2 separate regions of the Mus musculus genome follow, and region 2 is linked to region 1. A link is a contact called in public Micro-C data. All regions are on one chromosome and are shown on one strand. Each heading gives the region's core, a stretch centred on a gene start, on an enhancer-like site or on the middle of the called end of the contact. The rest is flanking DNA. Distances are from core to core; before and after follow the strand shown.

Region 1 (4,707 bases), core at 1,391-3,890:
AATTCCCAGCAACCACATGGTGGCTCACAACCATTTATAATGGTATCGGTATCTGATGCCCTCTTCTACTGTGTCTGAAGAAACTATAGTGTACTCATATGCATTAAAAAAATAAATAAATAAATAAATAAATAAATCTTAAAGAAAGTACACCTTAAAAAAAGAAAAAGAAAAGAAACGAAAGGTCTTTAGGCTGGCTTGACACACTCCTTTAATCCCAGCACGCAGGAGGCAGAGGCAGGATGATCTCTGAGTTTGAGGATAACCTCATCTACAGAATGAGTACCACAGCCAGGGATACACAGAGGAAACCCTGTCTCAGGAAAAAAAAAAAAACAACAACCCATAAACAATCATAAATAAATGCATTTTCCAAATACACTGCTGGGCTATCACAGGTAGACAGGTTGCAGTAGTGCTGGGACAACTCTGCGGTGGTTTGGGATGTTAGCTGATGTCATTCTTAGCTTTGGGGTTGGTGGAAACAGTGGTTGCAAGAATACATGTCAAATGTTTTACCTAATAGCCAAAAGGTTGCCAGGTCAGACCCAGAGGAGGACAATGAGTTAGCTACTAAGGGGGTACTGAATATAGGCAACATTCCAACTTTCCACAATCATGAAGTTCTAATTAGTCATTTAAAATCTTCAACACAAATATGGCTTTTTCTTCTGGGAATTTTGGGTTGCAGTAAAAATGCTCATAAGGGCACCTAATAGCCCCTCTCTCACAGAGTCATAGTGGGGAAATTGGTTATTCAGGTAGAATGCCAAATCATTAATTCCCATAAACAAATATTTATTGGGTGTGTGTATCAAGAACTAGATCCAGTAGTAAATAAAACAGATTGAACTGAGCCTGGTGCTTCCCATATAAATCTTGCTTTCAAATAGCAAAGAATGATGGCTAGTTAGCATAAAGATATGTTAAACTATATATGTACTTTACAAAACATTTTCTCATGACAAAACGTGTGGTTCTGATCTAAACTATTTCCATTATTTTTCTTGTAGAAAAAGAACAGTAGCCCACAAACATTTACAATGATAATATTTGGCTATAATTATAGAGACATTTCAACAGAACTCAAGACATTGAAGAAAAAAAAAAAACCACTAGCAATTGGGAATGAGAAAGCAAGCGTCTACTGATAGAATGTTGGATTATTTCATCACGCTCCTCTCCAGCATCCGACGGAAATCTTCCTAAGAAATTACACTTAAAATCCTATTTGCTTAAGGCACCACAAAATATGTGAGCAACAACTTGGGGGATGGAGATGTAGTCACAGAAAACGTGTTAGGGTGCTCTCCGAGCATGCAGGAAGCCCTGGCTGGCTTCAGTCTTCAGCATCACACACATCGAATACGCCCAACACTAGCGTGATGCAAGTAGGAGGATACGTAGTTCAAGTTGGACAGAAGGCTGGGCTACATGAGACACTGTCTCAAAAAACAAAAACAAAAAACCACCTTGGGTTTTTATTAGTTTTCATCTTAAAAAAATATGCAATCATCAGAGCTTCGGAATTTATTTTATTACATCAAATGCCCCTAAAACCAATAATCTTAGTGTTGTGATCATAAAAAGAGAAAGAGCTATTACGATAAGTTCTGGCGGGGTCTGGGAGAAGGGGGTATAGAGTTTATTCAGGGCATGGAGAGGGGAGTTAAGAAAGTAGACGAGGCAGAGAAAGGCAGAGAGAAGGAGAGAGTAGTGAAGTAGAGGCGGGCCATGACACATGGAGCAAGGGGGGGAGGGAATGGGGAGCAAGAGGGCAAGAGGCAAAAGAAAGGCAAATGAGAGAGGATGGGAGAGGGGGAGACAAGCAGCCCCTTTTATAGGGCCAGGTCTACCTGGCTGTTGCCAGGTAACCGTGGGGCAGCGAATACCTGGCAATTGCCAGGTATCTGTGGGGGTGGAGTCCAGACAGAATACCAACACTTATGGACTGTGCTAAAGGTACGGTTGGGAGTTGTTCATCAAAAAGATGTAATACGAAAACCCTAAAGATGTTAGACTCTGCCTATTGAAGCTAGGCCTTGGTTGGACATTGCTAGGCAACTGATTCCCCTTAGGTCAAGAAGCCAGGGAAGGCCAGGGAGTGGTGGAGCACGCCTTTAATCTCGGGAGGCAGAGGCAGGCGGATTTCTGAGTTTGAGGCCAGCCTGGTCTACAGAGTGAGTTCCAGGACAGCCTAGGGCTACACAGAGAAACCCTGTCTCGAAAAACCAACCAACCAACCAACCAAACAACCAAACAACCAAACAAACAAACAAACATATTAAAAAAAAAAAAAAAGAAGAAGAAGAAGCCAGGGAAGTGACCACTTTCCTGTCATGAACCTGCACAGCCTTGGTCTTGTTTTCGTTTGTTTTTGATTGTTTTTGTTTTGTTTGTTCTGAGTTAAGCACAGGTAAGGAATATCTGAAGCCCCAGGTTGGAACCTGAAACTTGCCCTCAGGTAAGTAGGCTACTCCCTGCCGCCACCAACTCCAGCCAGAAAGCCCCGCCCACTGAAGGTCCTGCTAGCCCCACCTCCCGGAAGTCCCCGGGAAGGTTCTGTCACCGCGGGCTCACGCAACTTCCGGCTACAGCCTAGCGGCTCGCCGGCGATTGGCTCCTTGCCCCGCCATCGTGTGACGTGCTGCCCTAGCCCTGTGGACCCACGTGTGGAGCTGCCGGCAGGTACCGGGGAGCGGCGGTTCGGCTGCCGCGGTTCCGGAGAGGGTGTCCCTGCCTCATCATGGTGAGAAAACCGCGGTGCTCCGGGAGGGAGCCGCTCCCTGCGGCTGACTTAGGCCACTGGCCGCGTGGCTTGGTGCCCCGAGTCCTGTCACTCTCCCGGCACCAGTCACCTTCGTCACCCCCGGGGCACTTCGGAAGGAGAAAGAAGGTTTCCCTTTCGCCAAACGCCCGGAGTTTCCAGTCCTGAAGGCTTTGGGTAACTCCGTCCCTGTGACGCAGAAGCTCCGCCCCCTGCTTCCGGGGTTCACTTGGGCCACTGGGTAGCAACTCTGGTTAGACCCAGAGCTGAAGAGCAAATACGAATGTATCGAGGAGTAAATCATCTGAACCTTAGTTGTCTGTGCCCTAATCTTATTTACTACCTTGTAGATGAAGTGTCTGTCTATATTTTCTTGTGGCAGGCTCCTTGTCTTGTTGATAAAACTTTTCGGGGACCTTCCCAGAGCACCCATTAAGAGAGACTTCAGGCATTTGCTTTTGATTTGAAAATCCTGTTTGATTTTCCCTCTTACTGATTTACTTGCTAAGAGCGGAGAGTTTCTCACACTGCCCCACATATTCCCCAGCACCTTTGAACAAGTGTCTCAGAGTAGGTGCCTAGCCAGGGTTTGTTGGCGAAGGTAAGTATGGATCCTTCAGGAGACAGGGACTCCTGTCCTGTCTGGCTTAGGTGTACAAATCTGAAATATCTGTTCACCCTCCACATGCTTAACTGAGTGTACCTGTGGCTGTGGCGTTGCCCACTGTGTGGGGGTTCTGTTTTATTGACCTTTCCTGATTATTTTGTAGCCTCACAGAAAGAAAAAGCCCTTTATAGAGAAGAAGAAAGCTGTGTCTTTTCACCTGGTCCACCGGAGCCAGCGAGATCCTTTAGCCGCAGATGAAACTGCACCCCAGAGGGTTCTCTTGCCTACACAAAAGGTAGGTCCTGTTCTGGAGCCACTACGTTTTTAGGTGAATGGTAGTTTTGTAGTCCTGAACATGGAACCCAGGGAACTTAAGCATGCCGGGCATTCTCAGAAGTTGGTCCTCTTAAAAAAATAAAAAAAAGAGCTGTGACTCAGTTTCCAGTTTCTGTGCTGATGTTTGATGTTGTGTATTTATTTTGATTGACAGGCTAAAGCATCTTTGAGATTATTAAATAAAGAGATCTTATAGAATATTAGTCAAGTTCACTAGTTCACAGCCTCCATCTGCACAGTATTATTTAGGCTATGGCGGTATGCTCAGTCTCTGCTTTCTCTTGGGATTCCCCCATATTACAGTAGTCTTCCATTTGCCCCCTCGTCTCTCATGTCATGAAATACAGAACATCCAAGCTCATGGATAGCTTTGGCAATCCTAGAGGGGCCGTGAGTAGGTTGGTTTATGTTAGCATCACACTTGTTAAAGATGGATAATGGAAACATTTTGGGGGATGCTGGAAAGATGGCTCAGTGTTTAAGTACTTGCTGCTCTTGCAGAGGACCCAGGTTCGGTTCCCAGCACCCATATGTAGAGTCACAGCCATCTATAACAACTGTTCCGGGGGTTTTGCTACTCCCTTTTGTCCTCTGTGTGTATTAGCTGCACATACACACTCATTAAAAGTGTAAAAAAACGTTTTAAGTATTTCGAGGCATTTGCCTCCCTTTAACTTTTCCTTAAAGCCACCCATTACACCACTTCATGAAAAGCTTTCTTTGGGTATAAGTACAAGAAACTATACTTACTGTCAAAGCTTCCAAATCTTTTCTTCTAAGCCTCCAGTGACATTTTTTGAGTGTATGTTACATATATTTCTTACCTAGATTTGCCATGCAGAATTGTCTAGTTGAAAGACTCGTTCTCTATGCCCCAGTACAGGGGAACGCCAGGGCCAAAAAGGAGGAGTGGGTGGGTAGGGGAGTGGGGGTGGGTGGGTATGGGGGACTTTTGGTATAGCATTGGAAATGTAAATGAGCTAAATACCTAATAAAA
Region 2 (5,430 bases), core at 1,904-4,403, 280 kb after region 1:
TAAGCGTGTTGTACCACACTCAGCTTTTAATACCTTTAATCTAGGCTCCTTGAAGTTTAGAGAGGTGATGAGTCACTTGAGAGAAAAATCTGCCTACCTGATAAAGTCTCTTTGGTAGACAAAAGCAGGAAGAGGAGGAGCAGGGGGAGGAGGGGGAACAGCAGGAACAGCTGCATACAAAGCGTCTCCTTAAGCAAGCTCTGAGCCGCCCCTTGTCTGATTTCATAGTGTTGTGCCCACAGATCACATTCTTGAGGCTGTGGTTGTGTGGAAAGGGCAAGTACAGAGGAAGAGGGAAGATTCTTTCTAAATAAAGGGAGATTTGAGTGGACAAGCGGAGAGCATGCTCCTCACAGAGGCATCTGAACTTGAGCGGGGGAGGCAGTCCTCCAGAGGGAACTTGAAGTTGAACATCCGCGAAGTAACAGAGAGGGTTCTGTAGGGACAAGGGCGAGCTGGCAGGCGCTCAGAAAAGTCTGCCCGCTGCCACAGCCGCTTCTGACTAGTTCTCTGGGATCCACGGCTGGGGGCTCAGCCTGCCTACCACCACCTCTGAACAATGTGGCTGGTGAAGTGCCTGAGATGTGAGCATGCTTTCACGGAATTCAGACAAGCAGTTCTCCACAAAACCTCCCGTACAAAAGTAGCATCATTATTCCCTGTCACCACCAAACAAATCTAGACGTTTTGCTCTCCTCCCCACCCCCATCCCACAACTATTTAGAAAATAATGACCAGACTGTTCTCTGTCTCTCCCTCTCCCGTCTACCCTCCTTTTCTTCGATAGAAATCTAAGCACTGTGTTTAAACACCAAGCCAAGGAAGAAGGCTGCGTTGCCCCACTTTTTTCTTTTAGCTCCCAGCAGCCATGAAAATAGATCCTGGTGAGTGACCAGGCAGGAGAAGTATTGCCGAACAGCTTCCAGGGGAAGCCGAGAAAGACTTCGTGCGCATGCTCTTTGCCTGTTCCTACATCGAAAACGATGGCTGCCATTTTAACATCAATTACACCACGAAGATGGAAGACCCAGGAAAAGTGAGTTAGGAAAAGCTTCTTCCTAAGTCTTTCTAAACCACAGCGCCACTCAGCGCTAGCAGTCCGAGCCCCAGTGAATCCACGAGAACAGATACACAGAAAAAGAAAGAAAGAAAGAAAGAAAGAAAGAAAGAAAGAAAGAAAGAAAGAAAGAAAGAAAGAAAGAAAGAAAGAAAGAAAGTCAGTCTTAGGCGATTCTTCACTTGCAGCTCTTGCTAGCTCTACCTGGTGGGAATAAGGACTAGTATAAATTTTAGTATTACTAGAAGCAATCCAAAAACTCACTACATGTGCCCCATGCTAAGACATAGCTGTTCCCTGCCCCACCCTGGACCCTGTGATCTCAATGCTGGATGGACCTTGTGCATGCTAAACACTCTATCACCGAACTACATCCATCTCTTAGTTCTCTTAGTCTTTTTTTTTTTTTTTAAATCATGTGTCCTCTCAATTCTACTCTGAAACTGACATGCAATATAAGGGCACTATCAGATCTTCAATCCAACTACCTGAATATCAACCGTGAAGAAATTGTATCAGACTGAAAACACAGCCAACAGTATCAGCATTAAGGCATCAGGCAAAACAGACAACAGCCTGGGTATGTGTCTGTCTGAAAGTTTCTGAGAACACTACAGGGACAGTGCAGGATGTCATCCCAATAGTGCAGCCCTGTCCTGGGATCTCCTATTCTCTGCTTTCCTCAAAGATTAAATATGCAGGCTAGAGGCTAGAAAGACAGGATAAGAGTCATGAACTTACATGTGGCAATAAAAGCCAAAAAAAGGAAAAAAGAGAAAAAAGACAATCTAAGAGAGCTGGAGATGTAGCTCAGTTGGTCAGATACTAACCCCAGAACGCACCAAGCCCTGGGTTTGATCCCTAGACCCAAACAAACAAAAACTGTGTAGTAATGCATGCCTACCATCTGAGCACGTGGGAGAAGGAAACTGGGACAGAAGGACAAGATTATCCTCTGCTACATAGTAAATTGGAGCCAACACAGATTACGTGAGGCTGGTGAAATGCCCGAGAACATCAGAAATTAAAAATAAAGAAGGTGAGAAGAGGGCCTCTGAGTGTTGTCTGTATCTCATGGGGATACCTGTGTTTGTTTTTTGTTTTTTCAAGTCAAGGTTTCTTGGCTGTCCTGAAACTCTGTAGCATCTACATGTTTGTATAGCAATCTGTATGTTGATACACACACACACACACACACACACACACACATGCGTGTGTATATCATATAATACAATATTGAGAGGACTGAGTGCCAGAGCCCTTGGAACTCCTGGGAATCCAACCACTGCTTCAGGCAGCCACTCCAAGGACATGTTGTCATCTGGCCTGAAGTAAGAATAGGTAGCTAGAATGAGTAAGCCACCCCCTGGGAAGTCTCCAGAGCCTAACCAATTATAGAGTCAGTCAGACCTCTAAAGATAGAGCTAACCAATCAAGGTAAAAGGACACAAAGCCCTCCCTGGAATTCCCCTGACTGACAATAAAAGCTAAGCCTGCACCAGGTAACTCCATTCCCAACTAGGGAGAGCCTTGCCTGCATGCAGGAGACTCAGCTGAATGAACGCTCTCTGCTTTTGCATACTGCTTGAGCCCGAGGTCTTCCTTCAGCAACTTTTGGACCCTAACAATATCATTTGCTATATATTTTATTTGACATATTATTTATGATATATATTACATATATCATATAACAAGTATGTATAGCAGAAGCATACTTGCCTCTGATGACCTTATACATTATGTATCTATTGGTTTTCATCATTGTCTTAGATTATGCTTTGCCCGATTTCCCAATTGCATCAGTTTCTCGTACTCTTGGTTTAATCTTATTTTGCTCCTTATGGCTCTAGGAGCAACAGGCTGATATTTAAGTGTGTGTGTGTGTGTGTGTGTGTGTGTGTGTGTGTGTGTGTGTGTTACACTTAGTCTGGCAGATGCATGGGAGCCTATAGAATCAGGTTTGTGGGCATTCTCTTGTATAGCAATTTCCTGCAAACTGGAGCATTTCACTCTGGAGAGAAAATCCTTTAAGACTTCCAAAGTTTGTAGCTGCAGGGTTCCACATTCCTTTAAAGCCAGCAGTCAGGGGTAGAGGCAGGAGGATCTCTGGGAATTTGTGATCAGCCTGCTTTACATAATAAGCTCCAGACCCACCCAGGCAACACACTGAGACCCTGTCTCAAACAAAGAAACAAAAACAAAGGACAAAACTACTTCGGAAGATTTTAAAGGTTTGTGAAGAGGAAAGGTAACAACTCACTAGTCTCAGGAAGAGCCAGAAACTGACCATAAGTACTCTGCTGCCTGCTTTGGTTTTGTTGTTGTTGTTGTTTTTTCTGAGACAGGATTTGCATGTATGAGTCTGTGTGTCTGTGTTTGACATGATTCCTGTGGGAGTAAACATCTAGTCTGCTCACTGCAGCTAGGGCACAGCCAACAGACCGAAGTAATGATACCCAACATCCAGTTACTCATTGAACTATAGGTAAGAGATTACTTACAGTAGTGTGGACTTAAAGGCACCTGCATCACCAAAGAGCCCAGCCTACTGTAGGGGATTACATAGGAAAACTGCTGCCTGCTTTTTTTTTTTTTTTTTTTTTTGAGATAGAGATTCACAATGCAGCCCTAGGAGGCCTAGTACTCACTGTATAAAGCAAACTGATCTTAAACTCACAGAGATCCTCCTGCTTCTGCCTCCTGACTGGTAGACTAAAGGAATGGGCTACCACTCTCACTAGAAGCCGAAGCCCATCCTTGACTACATAGAGAGTCAAATGGCAAAATAACACCTAATCAACAAAAACAAGCAATTTATTTGGGCTGGAACGATAACTCAGTTGCATGGAATTGCTAGGCACGTGCAAGCTGTAGGTGTAAACCCCAGCACAAGGGATGGTTTACAAGTTGATTGCCAGTCTGTTCTCCAGATCTTAGGTAAAAGGCCAACTAGCAATCAAATCCCCATCTGTGCTAGGAGAAAGAAAACGATGGAAAGCAGGAGTCTTACCAGAGGCCTGACAGTCATCTAAAGGAAAAAGGGGGCCACAGCCACTACTAGCTTCAGTGTTCACATTGGCCTTGAGGCCAGAGCAATATGTGCTCCGCTGGACTCTTACCACCTGGGGAAGTCTAGAAATTGAGACCAGCAGGGTACCTGAGAAACTGGACTGCTCTCCTGGTGATAAGGGATGGGGGAATCAGGATAGACGTTCAGAACTTGGAAAACTTACTGTCTTTACCCCTCATTCCCATTTATAGTTTCTGTATTTATTTCCACTTTGTTAGAACTTAGTGTTTGCACATTTCTTTAATCACGAAGAAATGGTTTCTTCTTTTTATCTGTTTGCTGGTCCCTGGGTGATCACTTGCTAAATATATTTAACCAGTTTATCTACTTCGCCCCAAAGTTGACTCCTCCAGACCCAAAGATAAATCACTGTAATTATTTATTCTCTTGAAAAGGAACAGGAGGTGAGCATGGCAAAGTAGGAGAGGCTGTGCTAAAATTTGTTTTCTATTTGGCAGAAAGCAATATTTTCTGAATCTTCCCCTATCAGGTAGATGGATTTAAAAAATGGGTCACATAAGAAGCTTGAACGGACCTAATGGGCAGAAGAGACAGAAATCTAATGCTATATTTATTCACAGAATGTGCCAGACTGAGGTGAAACAGTCATCATTCCTCTGCAGTGGCAAAGGCTTGCTTCAGACGACCTTTATTTCTCTGCTGCATTAGTTTCTTGGTTTGTTATTAGGGAACACCTCACAGGCTCTTGGGGGAAATCTTGGCTGGTCAGAATATTTTATGATAATCTTCTCTGCTTCTGCTTTCTTTCCTATTTATTTATTTATTTATTTGTTTGTTTATATTTTTTGAGGTATAATAGCCCTGGATGTCCTGAAACTCTCGTTATAGACCAGAATGACTTCAAACTCAGAGTTCTGCCTGCCTGAGAGCTGACAATAAAGACATACACCCCCATACTGGCTCAAAGATAGGACATGTTCTCTTTTTTGTTTGTTTTTTGTTTTGTTTTTCAAGATAGGTTTTCTAGGGCTGGAGAGATGACTCAGTGGATCTAGCTGCCTCTGCTTCCCGAGTGCTGGGATTAAAGGTGGGTTGCCACCACATCCCTGTGTTCTTAATTTTAACTGCTTTTCAAATTCCATCTTCTACTTGCTTGCTATATAAGAAAATTTTGGTGGAAAATGCTGGGATCTAAATGAAGGGGGCTTCGGATACCCTGGAACTGCAGTTACAGTGGTTGTGAGCTGTCTGGTGTGGGTGGTGCGAACTGAACTCATGTTCTCTGAAGAGTGGGTAGCAAAGGTTCTTAGGCATGGATGGAGCCATCTCTCCAGCCCTCTAA

The links. Hi-C and Micro-C count contacts between places; a contact is called where the count stands out from the background.
Region 2: a contact with region 1 is called in a Micro-C map of embryonic stem cells, with 3 times the contacts expected there. The contact joins the enhancer-like site here to the promoter of Ltv1 in region 1. A contact is called at or near these places in 4 of 39 promoter capture datasets (hematopoietic stem and progenitor cells, liver and pre-B cells), 1 of 484 Hi-C or Micro-C datasets (embryonic stem cells) and 1 of 9 other capture datasets (adipose tissue).

What each region holds. Positions count from the first base shown.
Region 1 is chr10:13,191,070-13,195,776 of GRCm38.p6, reverse strand. Ltv1 (LTV1 ribosome biogenesis factor) reads left to right here and starts at 2,640. Exons shown (of 11, transcript NM_181470.4): 1 at 2,640-2,749; 2 at 3,538-3,669. The coding sequence starts at 2,747.
Region 2 is chr10:12,907,139-12,912,568 of GRCm38.p6, reverse strand. No RefSeq gene overlaps it. Among named protein-coding and RNA genes, the nearest start is that of n-TLtaa3, 13 kb to the left of the region's middle. Within about 2 kb of position 3,153, at least 8 of the 459 cell types and tissues checked have an H3K27ac peak or open chromatin away from gene starts, as enhancers often do. A contact at or near this core is called in embryonic stem cells, where this site is marked.